Regions from separate parts of the Mus musculus genome. Here region 1 is linked to region 2. Evidence: chromatin contacts called from public promoter capture Hi-C data. All regions are on one chromosome and are shown on one strand. Each heading gives the region's core, a stretch centred on a gene start, on an enhancer-like site or on the middle of the called end of the contact. The rest is flanking DNA. Distances are from core to core; before and after follow the strand shown.

The links. Capture Hi-C pulls out chosen DNA fragments and counts their contacts.
Region 1: a promoter capture Hi-C map of liver shows a contact between it and region 2. The contact joins two enhancer-like sites. A contact is called at or near these places in 2 of 484 Hi-C or Micro-C datasets (CD8 T cells and hematopoietic stem and progenitor cells) and 3 of 9 other capture datasets (adipose tissue, embryonic stem cells and liver).

Annotation. Positions count from the first base shown.
Region 1 is chr3:152,436,480-152,442,451 of GRCm38.p6, forward strand. The region is part of intron 4 of Zzz3 (zinc finger, ZZ domain containing 3); the gene reads left to right. Among named protein-coding and RNA genes, the nearest start is that of Zzz3, 43 kb to the left of the region's middle. Within about 2 kb of position 1,737, at least 10 of the 459 cell types and tissues checked have an H3K27ac peak or open chromatin away from gene starts, as enhancers often do. A contact at or near this core is called in liver, where this site is marked.
Region 2 is chr3:152,248,122-152,254,032 of GRCm38.p6, forward strand. It overlaps Nexn (nexilin), which reads right to left. Exons shown (of 14, transcript NM_001357206.1): 3 at 5,491-5,682; 4 at 4,930-5,008; 5 at 4,687-4,835; 6 at 1,539-1,580; 7 at 59-247. Among named protein-coding and RNA genes, the nearest start is that of Nexn, 15 kb to the right of the region's middle. Within about 2 kb of position 2,565, at least 3 of the 459 cell types and tissues checked have an H3K27ac peak or open chromatin away from gene starts, as enhancers often do. A contact at or near this core is called in liver, where this site is marked.

The DNA of each region.
Region 1 (5,972 bases), core at 487-2,986, 190 kb after region 2:
GACTTACGTAAAAACTGTCTTGATTCTAAGTTTTAAAAAAGAAGGTGAGTACGCCGCATAATCATTCACAGTTTATTGAACTCACATGTGGGGAGAAGTATTGCTGGAGTTGTGTATTTAAGAATGGGTTGTCAAGCTAATATTTTTATAATTGAATTGGAGTATAAAAATTGGGAATAAAAAACATACAGAGTTGTGTTTTGAGATAAAGTTTTTATTGTCAAATGTTTATATATGTAATTTTAATGTATTTTTACAGTCTTGAGTTTGGTGTGTAGGCTTTTGAAATAGTACAGAATGGTGTGCATCTGGTTCAGGGCTGAAGGACTTGGAAGAAGAGAACTGGTTTGTCTCTAACACTGGCTCTGAAGGGTGGGTCTCGGGAGTTGGCTGGCCATTCGGTGTATCCAATCAGTGATCCTTCAGTGAAAAACACTGTCTCAGAAAATAAGTTGGAGGGAGATGGAGGGCTGCTGTGGAGCTCTGTCTTCCACATGCATTCAGTCTGCACCCATACCCGATACACACCTTGTTTCTGTTCCATGAGGCCTTGCAGCTGCAATAGCAGACTAGGAGGTACATTACAGTGAGTGTGTCTAGAGCAAGTGAGCTAAACCTCCTGGGGGAGGAGACGAGAGCATTTGATCCAACTCAGATATAATGGACTATCTGCAGAAGACAGTGAGACTTGCCTTTCTCTTTTTTAGAGAAAAGCCGGCTTTTTTGGTTTTGGTTTTGGTTTCTTTTGGCTTTATTCTGTTGTTTTCTTGCTTTTTGCACATTTAGAAAAGCAGTAGGAACAGTTTGAAAGGCCCTTTAAGTTCGGTTCCCACAAGAACCCCAGGTTTAGGGTACAAGCAGCTCTATAATATGAGTAAAAATTCAGATTCAAGGTCTTTGAACTTTTATGAAGCTTATTTAATTGAGTGATTGGCTCCAGGTATGACACTGTGTGCCTGTGCTCCTGCACTTGGGAGTGAGTTCTAGGCCAGGCTGCCTAGATAATAAGACCCTATTTTGAAAGAACACCCCTCCATCCCTGTACATAGTCCCTCCCCTTAGTAAGCAATGAAAATGAAGTTAAGGCAACAGAAGCACACTTTGTTACATTGTTAGTGGCAGGGACTAGAAACCCACTCAGCTATCTTCAGTGTTTGAGTACATATTGCTATTGATAAGGACCCAAGTTCAGTTCCCAGCATCCACTTTGGGTGGTACACAACTGTAATTCTCATTCTGATATCTTTAACCTCATCAGGCACCTGCCCTCAAGTGTACACACACACTTAAAAAACAAAAACAACCACAACAACAACAACAAACCGGAGCTGGAGGGGCTGGAGCAGTAAAGAGCATTGCTGTGTTTGCGGAGGACCCACAGCAGGTGGCTCACAATCACCTGCAAGTCCAGGTCAGGGATTCTTAGCTCTCTTGACGTTTCCATGAGTACCTGGCATGCATGTAGAGTACATACATACTTTTTTTATTAACATGATTTAAGGAGGTTGACTTGTTTTAATTCCTTTGTGTATGATAGTTGAATACCTTAATGAGAATTTAGAATGATATTTCAGTGCAGGTATATAGCATACGTGAGTCAAAAAGGTTAAGTAAAGAGCAGTAGACTTTTGACTAGCCGAGCTCAGGAACTACTGCCCAGTTGTGCCTCGCCTGCCAGTATCGAAGACGGGGTGTGCCTCATTCTCTGTTCTGTCCTTGTTCTTCTCAGTTCCCGCTGTACTGGGGTTCATTTGCTATGCTGCTGCTTTGTATTATGTCTGCTATGGTCCAGTAGCAGTACAGGACCATGAACATTGCCCTGTATCTGTTTACAGTCTGGAGAGTGCTGTAGTCACTGATTAGGTAGCCGATTGGACCCCCTGGGCCAGGTGTCCTGCTGTTTGTAGGGAAGAAAAGAAACAACTAGTGTAATGTGCTAAACTTGTCCTTGGGGGTTGGAGAGATGGCTCAGAAGATAACACACTTGTGTAATAACCAGGAGGATAAAATTGGGATCCCAGAAGTCCACAAGCAAGATCCCCTGTAATCCCAGTGCTTGGAGCTGAGAAGGCATTCCCTAAAGCAAGCTGCCAGCTAGAATAGACAAATCTGCAAGTGAGGTCCTATTTTTATATAAGGTAGGGAGTATTGAAGGAAGACACCTTGAGTCATCTTCTGACCTTCATATGTTTGCATGACTGTACAACATAAAACAACTTCAGGTAATATACCACATATATAAAAATACAATGCCTTTATAGGCCAAGTTCTCCTTTCAAATGCCCCAAAGAATTAAAAAATGTTGTTCAAACAAGAACTTAGATGCAGATGTTCACAGTATAGCACAAGTCATAATAGCCAAAAGGTAGAGACAACCCAGACATCCAGCAGCTGATGACTTATTGTAGTGGAATATTATTTGGCCATAAAGAAGAAGGCGGAGTGGCTAGAGAAATGGCTTAGCAGTTGAGGGCGCTTGCTGCTTTTGCAGACCCAGATTTGACTCCCAGCACCTATATGGCACCTTACAGTGAAGGTGCACAAACATACATGCAAGCAAAACACTCATGTCCCCCCCCCCCATAACCTTTAAAAGCAACTTTAAACATACAAAAAAAAAGGGAAGGAGGAGAGAAAGAGACATAAAGTAGAGGTGCTAGGAATCTGAAAACCGTGAGCAGGCCCAGCAGGTATGGGTGTCAGCTAGAACAGCACATTAATGAGATGAAAGCAGATAGTTGGCGGGGCTGTTGGGGGACCCCGGTCATGATGGGTTAGTGTAAAGTTGTGATGGAGTTGTGTGCTTAATTACCTGGTAAAGGGTAACTCAGTGACACGTGTTACTGTAAAAATGCCTAAATAGTATAGAAGACTGTGGTCATAATGATATATAAAATGTGATCATAATGATATATAAAATAGTATAGAAGACTGTGGTCATGATGATATATAAAATTTGATCATAATGATATATAAAATGTGATCATAATGATATATAAAATAGTATAGAAGACTGTGGTCATGATGATATATAAAATTTGATCATAATGATATATAAAATGTGATCATAATGATATATAAAATAATAGTATAGAAGACTGTGATCATAATAATAAATTGGAGATACTCCCCTGAGAAACACGAAGAGAGAATTATATTTTTCTTGTTTTGTTTGTTGAGTTTTACTCTGCTTATAATGTAAAATGTATAAGACATGTTGGAAACAATACCTCTTATGATGGCAGCACTTAGAGCGAAAATATAGAATCTTATTTTTAACAAAGAAAAGCTAATTATTGACAATTTACCCCCCTTAATTGGGGAAAAATTTAAAGATAGTAGCAGACTGTGTTGAGGTAGGTTTTCTTTTTGTTGTTGTTGTTGTTGGTTTGTTTTGGTTTTTTTTTGTTTTTGTTTTTGTTTTTCCCCCGAGTCAGGGTTTCTCTGTGTAGCCCTGGCTGTCCTGGAACTCACTTTGTAGACCAGGCTGGCCTCAAACTCAGAAATCTGCCTGCCTCTGCCTCCCGAGTGCTGGGATTAAAGGCGTGCGCCACCATGCCCGGCGATAGGTTTTCTATGTATATTGAGATAACCTACCACCATGAGGGCCCCATGAGCTGGCATCCGGCAGTGTTAAAAGCAGCTTAGGTTGTCTTTAGCCAAATCATGTGGTGTACTGGAATACCTGAAATACGGTTTTCTGTTCATTTAAGAAGAGCACCAAAATGGTCTCAGGAATTACAGACTTGTGAGTGTTCTTTGTTGTAAAGGTATTATAATTTTAGTAATAATGTTAAAAAACAAACACTGTGTGTTTACAAGAAAAATGAGTGTTTTGAGGGAGTAAAAACCAATCCGTGACTTCTACAAGGGTAGTGAGGGGACTGTGACCAGTTCCTGAGAGTTTCCACCCTTGGGAGAGCCTTGCTCCTTGAGAAACCTGCAGATTCTTAGGAACTATGTTAGTAGCTTAAGAGGAACTTTTGCAAGCATAGTTTTCAGTTTGCAGATTAATTAGGAATGCACTGCAGAGTTCCCAGGTACCCTGTGCCTCTGCTGAGCATCTTATGTTAGAAAGGGACACTTGTTACAATTTTGATGATACATTGTTAGTAATGTGCATTCTTTCCTAGGAGTTCCTTAAATCTTAGGCCCAATTTTTATTCCCAGATATATGGGGGAATACTCAATAATAGTGTTGGTAATCTCTAAAGCACAAATTTATTTAGCAGAAATTCTTATTCCTCTGTACTGTGAATAAAATCTTTTATGTAACTTGGTAAAAAATTAATTTAGCGTTTTTATTCTCCTATATTTTATAAAATTACATATTTTTCTCACTAGATTAAAATATATCAACTTTATTTCATAATGTTGGTATCATGGGGATTTATTTTCATGTTTCACACTTGTGCTCTGAGTTTGTATGTTATTATTGGAAACGTTTTAATAGCGTAACAGCAATCACTACCCTCCTTGTGTGCTACTGGGGATTGAACCAGGGCTGCATCATGCAAATGCTTCTGAGCAGCCTCGGCTCACTGCTTGTCTTAAACGTGGCGCCTTCTGTCCAGCTCTGAGATTCTGTGATCGTGCGCTAGTGGTGGATGTTATGTTATTATATTTGCCTAACAGTTTTCTCTTAGAATGCAGTGTGCAGTTCCTTTCACAGCTTTGTATGTGTTCTGGCAAATTCATTCCAGAAACTTACCGTGGATAGATAAATGGAGGTATGATTAAATCTTACTTGATGACGGTATGTTTGAAAACAGCTTGCCTCCTTCCGTGGGATGTTGCTTTATCACCAGGCTGGCCTTGAATTTGTCCTCTAGCCTGGGTTGTCCTCAGGCCTGTAAACCTGCAGAATACTGCAGAATACTGTTCAGTGCTGGTGTCCTTGATAAATGGGTGTTGTTGGAAGAGCTTAGTTAAGAGTTGCGCATAACATAATTTACCCTTAGAGCAACTTGTAGAACTGGCTAGAAAATGTGTCATTTAGTTGATAGTTACACTTAGAACTTTAACTGTCTTATATCTTGACATATTCTGACTAAGGGTCTTTGAAGATGTTAAGGTATTCATGGGCTGTAAGGTCCACTGGAAAGGATCCTAGTTGTTGTGTTTTCCTCTGTTTACTTTTCTCTTTTGAAGCAGGGTTTCACCATGTAGCCCAGGCTGACCTCCAAATCATGGTCTTGTCTCTGCCTTCCAAGCGCTACGATGTCTTCAAACCTGCTTGCTGCTTAAACAATGTTTTTATTACATGTATTTATTTGTGTATATGTCTACATGTTGACGGATACACTTGGTAGAGGTGTGGAGGTAGAGTCTGCCCCTCTACCATGTAGGCCCAGAGGATAGAACTTAGTTCCTGGTGGCAGGCAACCTTACTGAATTACCCCTTCCATACCTGCCTTTTAAACGTGAAATGTCATTGCTGCGTGGAGGACTGTGAGCTTTCGTGCTGGTTCTCATACACTCGAGGGACTCACTGTGTTCTGTAAGACCAAGTGTTGACAAACCTATTCCATGGTTAGGATTTGAAAGTACAATTGAGCAGTCAAAACAGCCTTCATTTTGAAAGGCCACTCAGCTTTCTGGAAATGGAAGAGTGGAAATGATAATGTGTTTGATCACAAAGCAGCTGTATGTCTTAGTGGTTTACTGTAGGCAAAAGGTGTTAACTGTAACTCGTAGAATTGATGAGAGATCTTCAGGCTCTTTTAAGTAATTTGTATAAGAACATACTATAAACAGTTGTTGAGGGATTTTGTTTATTTTTGTTTTGTCTTTTGGTATACATAAAGTAAGAAACCAAGGTATGAAAAATACAATTTTTTAAAGGTTTTCTTTTTTTTTGTTTAAGATTTTATTTTGTATTATGTATATTGGGTGTTTTGCCTATGCCTGGTGCTCACAGAGGCTTGAAGAGGGGGTCAGATTCCCTGGAACTGGAGTTACAGAGCGTTGTG
Region 2 (5,911 bases), core at 1,315-3,814:
TACCCAAAGGGCAATTGTTAAACTAAACTTTTGATTTATTCTTGTAAAAAAAAATTACCATGACTAATGAAAGACATTTTGCTTCTTTGAGAACTCGGCACTCTTCTTCATATCTCATTTTATCTTCTTCATGGTTGGTTCTCCCATTTCCTTCTTCTCTGTCCAGGTCCTCAGGATCCTTTGTTTTTCCAGGTGTTTTGTATGATTTGGCAGGTACCACTGTTATAAGTAGTGAGTCATCTCCTTCCTATGTGTAAGATACATAATTAGCATCCATATCCTTAATAAAAATGTAGGTGGTAGGGTACTTCACCTCCATAAGTGGTGAATTACATTGCTGTCAAGGCTATAAAGGACAAAACAAAACAAAAAACAAAACAAAAAAAAAAAACCTTATTCTTAAACTCGTTACTATTAACTACATTTTTCTCTAAACTCACTATGCATGAATCAGTTTTACTGAGATCCACTGATGGCAGTTTCAAGGAGCAGTCTATGATTTGAAAGATAGAATTGATTTGCCTGGTTAAGTAACTTACTTTAGACACTCTACATTAATTGCACAAAAGGTGTTGTGCATGTGAGCATACTTCAAACCAATTTGATGGTGGATAGTTTATGGTTAAACAAACAACAAAGTTTACTCCATGATCTGCTTCTCCATCCAAGCTTTTCAGTACTTAATAAAGTAGTGTTTAATGAAAAAAGCCATTGAATATTCACCCAAGTGATGTACTAACACTCACAATATAGATAAAACTGTAAAGCATTTATCCTATTAATGATTAAAACAAATTCTTGGGTTTCTTTGTTGAGACAAGGTCTCTCTATGTAGTTCTGACTATCCTGGAACTTGCTATGTAGACCAGGCTGGCCTTGAACTACAGAGATGCACCTGCCTCTGCCTCCTTAATGCTAGAATTAAAACCCTGCACCACTACACATGGCTAAATGCATTCTCAAAATCGATTTTAATTGGTTTTATTACAAATTTATCGTTATCTCTTAACTTTTTTCAAAAATAAAGATTATAAAGTATAACATATGCCCCTAAATTAAAATTTTTCCAACTTTTGTATCATAATTTTAGGCACACCATCAAATTGGTTGGCTGGATTTTTAACTTTGCTAGTTAACTGGGCTGTTTTTATGGCTGGACATTCCTTCATTGTAGTACACACTCCTCTCTACGCTAGTATGTGAAAACCAGAACATGAGCTCTTAGGGACTGTGAGGAAAGAGGACAAATGGTGGAAAGTAAAATCCCTTTTAAAATGTCAGCTTTCAGCAGCTTTAGATGTTAGTTCAGGAAACGTGTGTCCCTAAAAGACTCGTGGACGCGGTCTTCATGGCCCAGCCGGGCAGGCAGAAGCATACTTTTCTTTGAACTACTTGTAAGAGTCAAAGTATACTCTTGCCTTTGCAAACCATTGACTTTTGTTATTGTGATATTTATACTCAGTAGTGAAGTAAAAGCCTCTACGTGTCTCTGTGAACCAGGTATTCAGTGAATGTTCATTAAAGGAAATGTCTGTTACCTCTGATGCGGACTCGGTTCCCGTATTGTTTATGTCCTCAATCTATTGAATGAGAATTTCATATCGTTACATTACGTTGAATCTCTGCTTGATGCTTTTAAACATACATCTGAAAAGTAATTTATCCATGGCTTGTGGTAAAACTTCAACTTGACTGTGAGCTTACAAGGAATGAATTTTAACTTAGTAGCAATTTAAAGTGAGATATAAAAAGGTGCCCTCCATCCTCTTGCCCCTGAGATAGTAGAAGGAAGATTCATCCCAAGCAATCAAATAGTGGTGACCCTCTTTCTTTTCTTTTTTCTCTTTTCTTTCCTTTTCTCTTCTTTTCTTTCTTTTCTTTTCTTTTCTTTTCTTTTCTTTCTTTCTCTCTTTTCTTTCTTCCTCTCTCTTTCTTTCTTCCTCTCTCTTTCTTTCTTTCTTTCTTTCTTTCTTTCTTTCTTTCTTTCTTTCTTTCTTTTTCTTTCTAATCTTTTATTGAAAGAGTATTTCTCTGTGTAGCCCTGGCTGTCCTAGAACTCTCCTTGTAGACCAGGCTAACCTCAAATTTACAGAGATCTGCCTGCCTCTACCTCTTGAATGCTGGGATTAAAGGCATGTACAACCACACCCAGCCTGTGACCCTATTTCTTATCAAAGATATCCGGCAAGAATGTAACTGATACAATAATAAAGTATGGTAGAAATATCAGGTAGATTTTACAAGGAGGATAGTTCTGGTACTTATAATATGTTCTCATACTGAATTAGGGAAAGGCCATCATTTGAAGCACACTTCTTTGAAGCTGAAGAAACATTGGGTTAGCTTCATGGGCAGGCTGGTACCTGAGCAAAATGCTGAGAGAAGATAGGTGATTCTAACAATGCAGTGTCTGAACTCTCAGGAAAAGGAAACAGAAGCAACAGACAAGTAAGAACTTTTATGAAGTTAAAGTTGGACAGGATAACTTCTGCAAGTCTAAACTCAGCCTCACCTATATGTCAAGCTCCAGGCCAGCCAGGGCTACATCGTGTCACCATGTCTCAAAAATAGAACAGTAAAGTTTAAAGTACAACAGTTCATTACAAAATAAACTGTTTTCTAATGAACAGTCAAGTAATTCAATAAAAAAAGACCCAGGAACTCTGAGAAGCCAGACAGTGAGAATACAGGAAAGAGAAAGAGCTCTTTAAATCTAAGTTTCTTATCTCCTACAGCTTTTCTAGGCCCTGGTCTGTGGGCCTTTAATTTTTTGAAGCTTACATTTCTGTTGCTGTTGCTTTCTTTTACTTTTGTTCACTTTAAACCACCACAAGGCAACAAAAGATACAGTCGTGTGTTTTTTTCAACAAACATGGAAAATGATACATTTATTTGAGGGGTGCTATGCTACTAGTGTAGTCAAGAACAGACGTTCACATTCAGTTATTGCTGACTTTCACAAGTTAACATTACATAACTGTTTCTAAACTTTTTTTTTCTTTATGTAAAGCAAATTTGTTTCTTCCTCAGATTTCTTTCCCTGCCTCTTCTCAAGATCCCATCTCCCACCAAGACCATCTCTGTGTCAAAAGGATGGACTTAATTTTGTCCATCAGGTATCTTCAGAGTTAACCAGATAATTCACCTACAGGGTTTTCCAATGAAATTTTTTTATTCTAATATCTAATATACAAGGTATATTCCTTTTAAAGTCTTTGTAAGATCCTGCAATCTTAGAATTGGCAATTATCTTGGTGATCACTTTAACCTTTCTGAGCTCAGGAACACCTCTCAGCACGGTGGGTTGTATTGGTAAACTGTAAACAAACATTACACCATACTCCATGAAGTCATGTTAAATTTGAGTGGAAAAGGTACTTCTATTTCAGAATTAGACTTTCCATATTTATAAGAAGAAGTTACTATTACTACATTGCTGTGGTACTCTTAATTTCTTAGGGCTAAAATATTATTAGCCAGGGTTCTATGGCACCCTACATACAGCAAGTGTTTGCTGTAAACACACTGACTTTTTTTTTTCATGAATATACGTGTGTGTGTGTGTGTGTGTGTGTGTGTGTGTATGTGTGTTTTTAATTTACTTTTGAACATCCAGTCTTTATTATAGTCAGGCTCACTGAAAGTATAGAAGACTGAAAGATATTTTATATATATACATGGTATACTGTATTAGATGTCACAATTTATATACTTCAGGATTGTTTATAATCTTGATATAACTATAATCTTAACTCCTATATCTACATGCTTAAAATTTTGAGTTAAATATAATATAAACATTTAATAATTCTCATTTTATAATTTGACTTCCTTATAAAGTTTCACTACAAAATGAATGTTCACCTTTAATCACTACAACCTAGAGGCAACCCTGAAGTCCATGGCGTTCTTCAGATAAGGCTATAAAGCAAAGTGTAGGAAATTCTCAGTCTTCTTAAGGTTAATGCAGCATACATCATTCACCAGCAAACAAGGAGCTGCTGTGTCCCAGCAGAGGTTATTTGCAAAATTGAAGTTAATGGATTTTTCGGGCATGCAATAATGCCTTATTTGCATTATCACTTTTCTCTTTAGAAAACAATAAAGATGAATGGAGCATAGCACATCAACTTAAAGGAGTAGAGAGGCTGCTCAGTGGTTAAGACACCTCTGCATCTCTGTGTTCTCAGGACCTGGCTTTGGTTCCTAGCACATACATGATGACTCAGAACTGTCTGTAACTCCAAGCCCAAGGGATTCAATGCTTTCTGACCTCTGTGGACACTGCATGCCCATGGCACACGAGCATATAGGGCAGCACTTAGAAATGCTGCTATTGAAAAGCCATAATTGTGCTTTGTAATTATAATTTATGTGTGAAAATGTCCTAAAGCTTTATAAAACTCTCAAAGATACCAAGAAAAGTTGGGAGTATAGTCAGTTTAAGGAATGTAGAAATAATTAGTAAGATTATACAGAATAAAATATCACTCCTAAGATAGGCCCATTCTGCCCATACTACTGGGCAACGGACGTGAATATTTTCCTTTCAGATAATATTTTTAGGCTAGCCACTATTAATAAGTTTATACTGTACTAAGTATTTTAATTCAGCAACATCCTGATTAGTTCTCGTTTGTTCTGTTAGTTACAGAAATAACCCCCAGTGTAGCATTTAGCACCTACCTGCTCCGCTCTTTTTGCTAATTCGCGCTGTATTTTCCTCTTTTCTAACAGATCCTGCTCAATTCTGCGTTTTCTTTCTTCTTCTGTTCTCTTTCTTTGTTCTTCCTGTCTGTGTTTCTCCATTTCATCGAATTTACCTTTAACTGTCCCTAAACACACACACAAACAAAACAAAAAAAAACCCTTGGATATTTGGTCATGTTTCTTTCTCTTGCAATCTCATTTAGTTCTCAAGGCTCTCACCTGTTAGCTTTGGGACATAAGCCTTTTCTATTTTAGGAGAACTTTCTTCCTCATCATCAGAAGCAAGCATTTCTTTAATCTAGGTGGTTGAATAAGTAAATATGAACACGTTTCAAAATTAGACTAGATTATACTAGAATAGCCCCTCTGCCCCACACTGCAGAAGAACCCTCTAGGGTCCCGTGGGTTCCTGAAAGCACCGACAATGCTAAGTCCTGTGCATGCTGTTTTTCTTGTATGAAAAATATATACATATAAAACAATATATATTCGGCACAGTAAGAGACAAAGAACAAATAATTATAAAAGGATAGTTATAAAAGTATACTGTAATGGAATGCATGTAAAGCTTCAGTTTGCCTCTGGGCTGGATGGTTTGGACCATGGTTGACTGCAGGCAGCGTAGGCAGCGAGGGACCGCAGACAGGGACAGGGGAGCACACGGAAGTCAGCTCACAGACGTGAAAAGCAGTGTTAACCGTGGTCTATATGAAATGTTAGTGGGAATAATGCATAAATATGAAGAGCGTGAACATTTTCACAAGAATAAAATAAAATGACCTCCTGCTTTCTCCTGTTCCATTCTCTCTCTCTAATATATTGTTCTTTTCTTCTTTGCTTTTCGTCTCTAGATCGCCTTTGATTTCTTTCTTCCCTGGCCCTCTGCATGGCTTCAAACTTGTCCTTTACATCTCCCTTGCCAAGCTTTGGCACATAGGACTTAGGGACAGGTTTACATGAGGAAAGCAGAATCTTTGTGTTAGAAGAAAAGAAAGAAAAGAAAGTTTAAAAAGAAGAAATTAGGCAAAGATTAAAAACAAGATACAATATTTATCAAAAGATAGAAATGAGTTTCAACCCTTTATTTGGATCATCACAGCCTGATTAGATATTCTCTAAAACTTAAGTCAAACTTACAGAAAATATGAGTGCAGAAATTTTATTAAATCAAAAAATTTTCAGAAATGAAACCCCAGTTAAT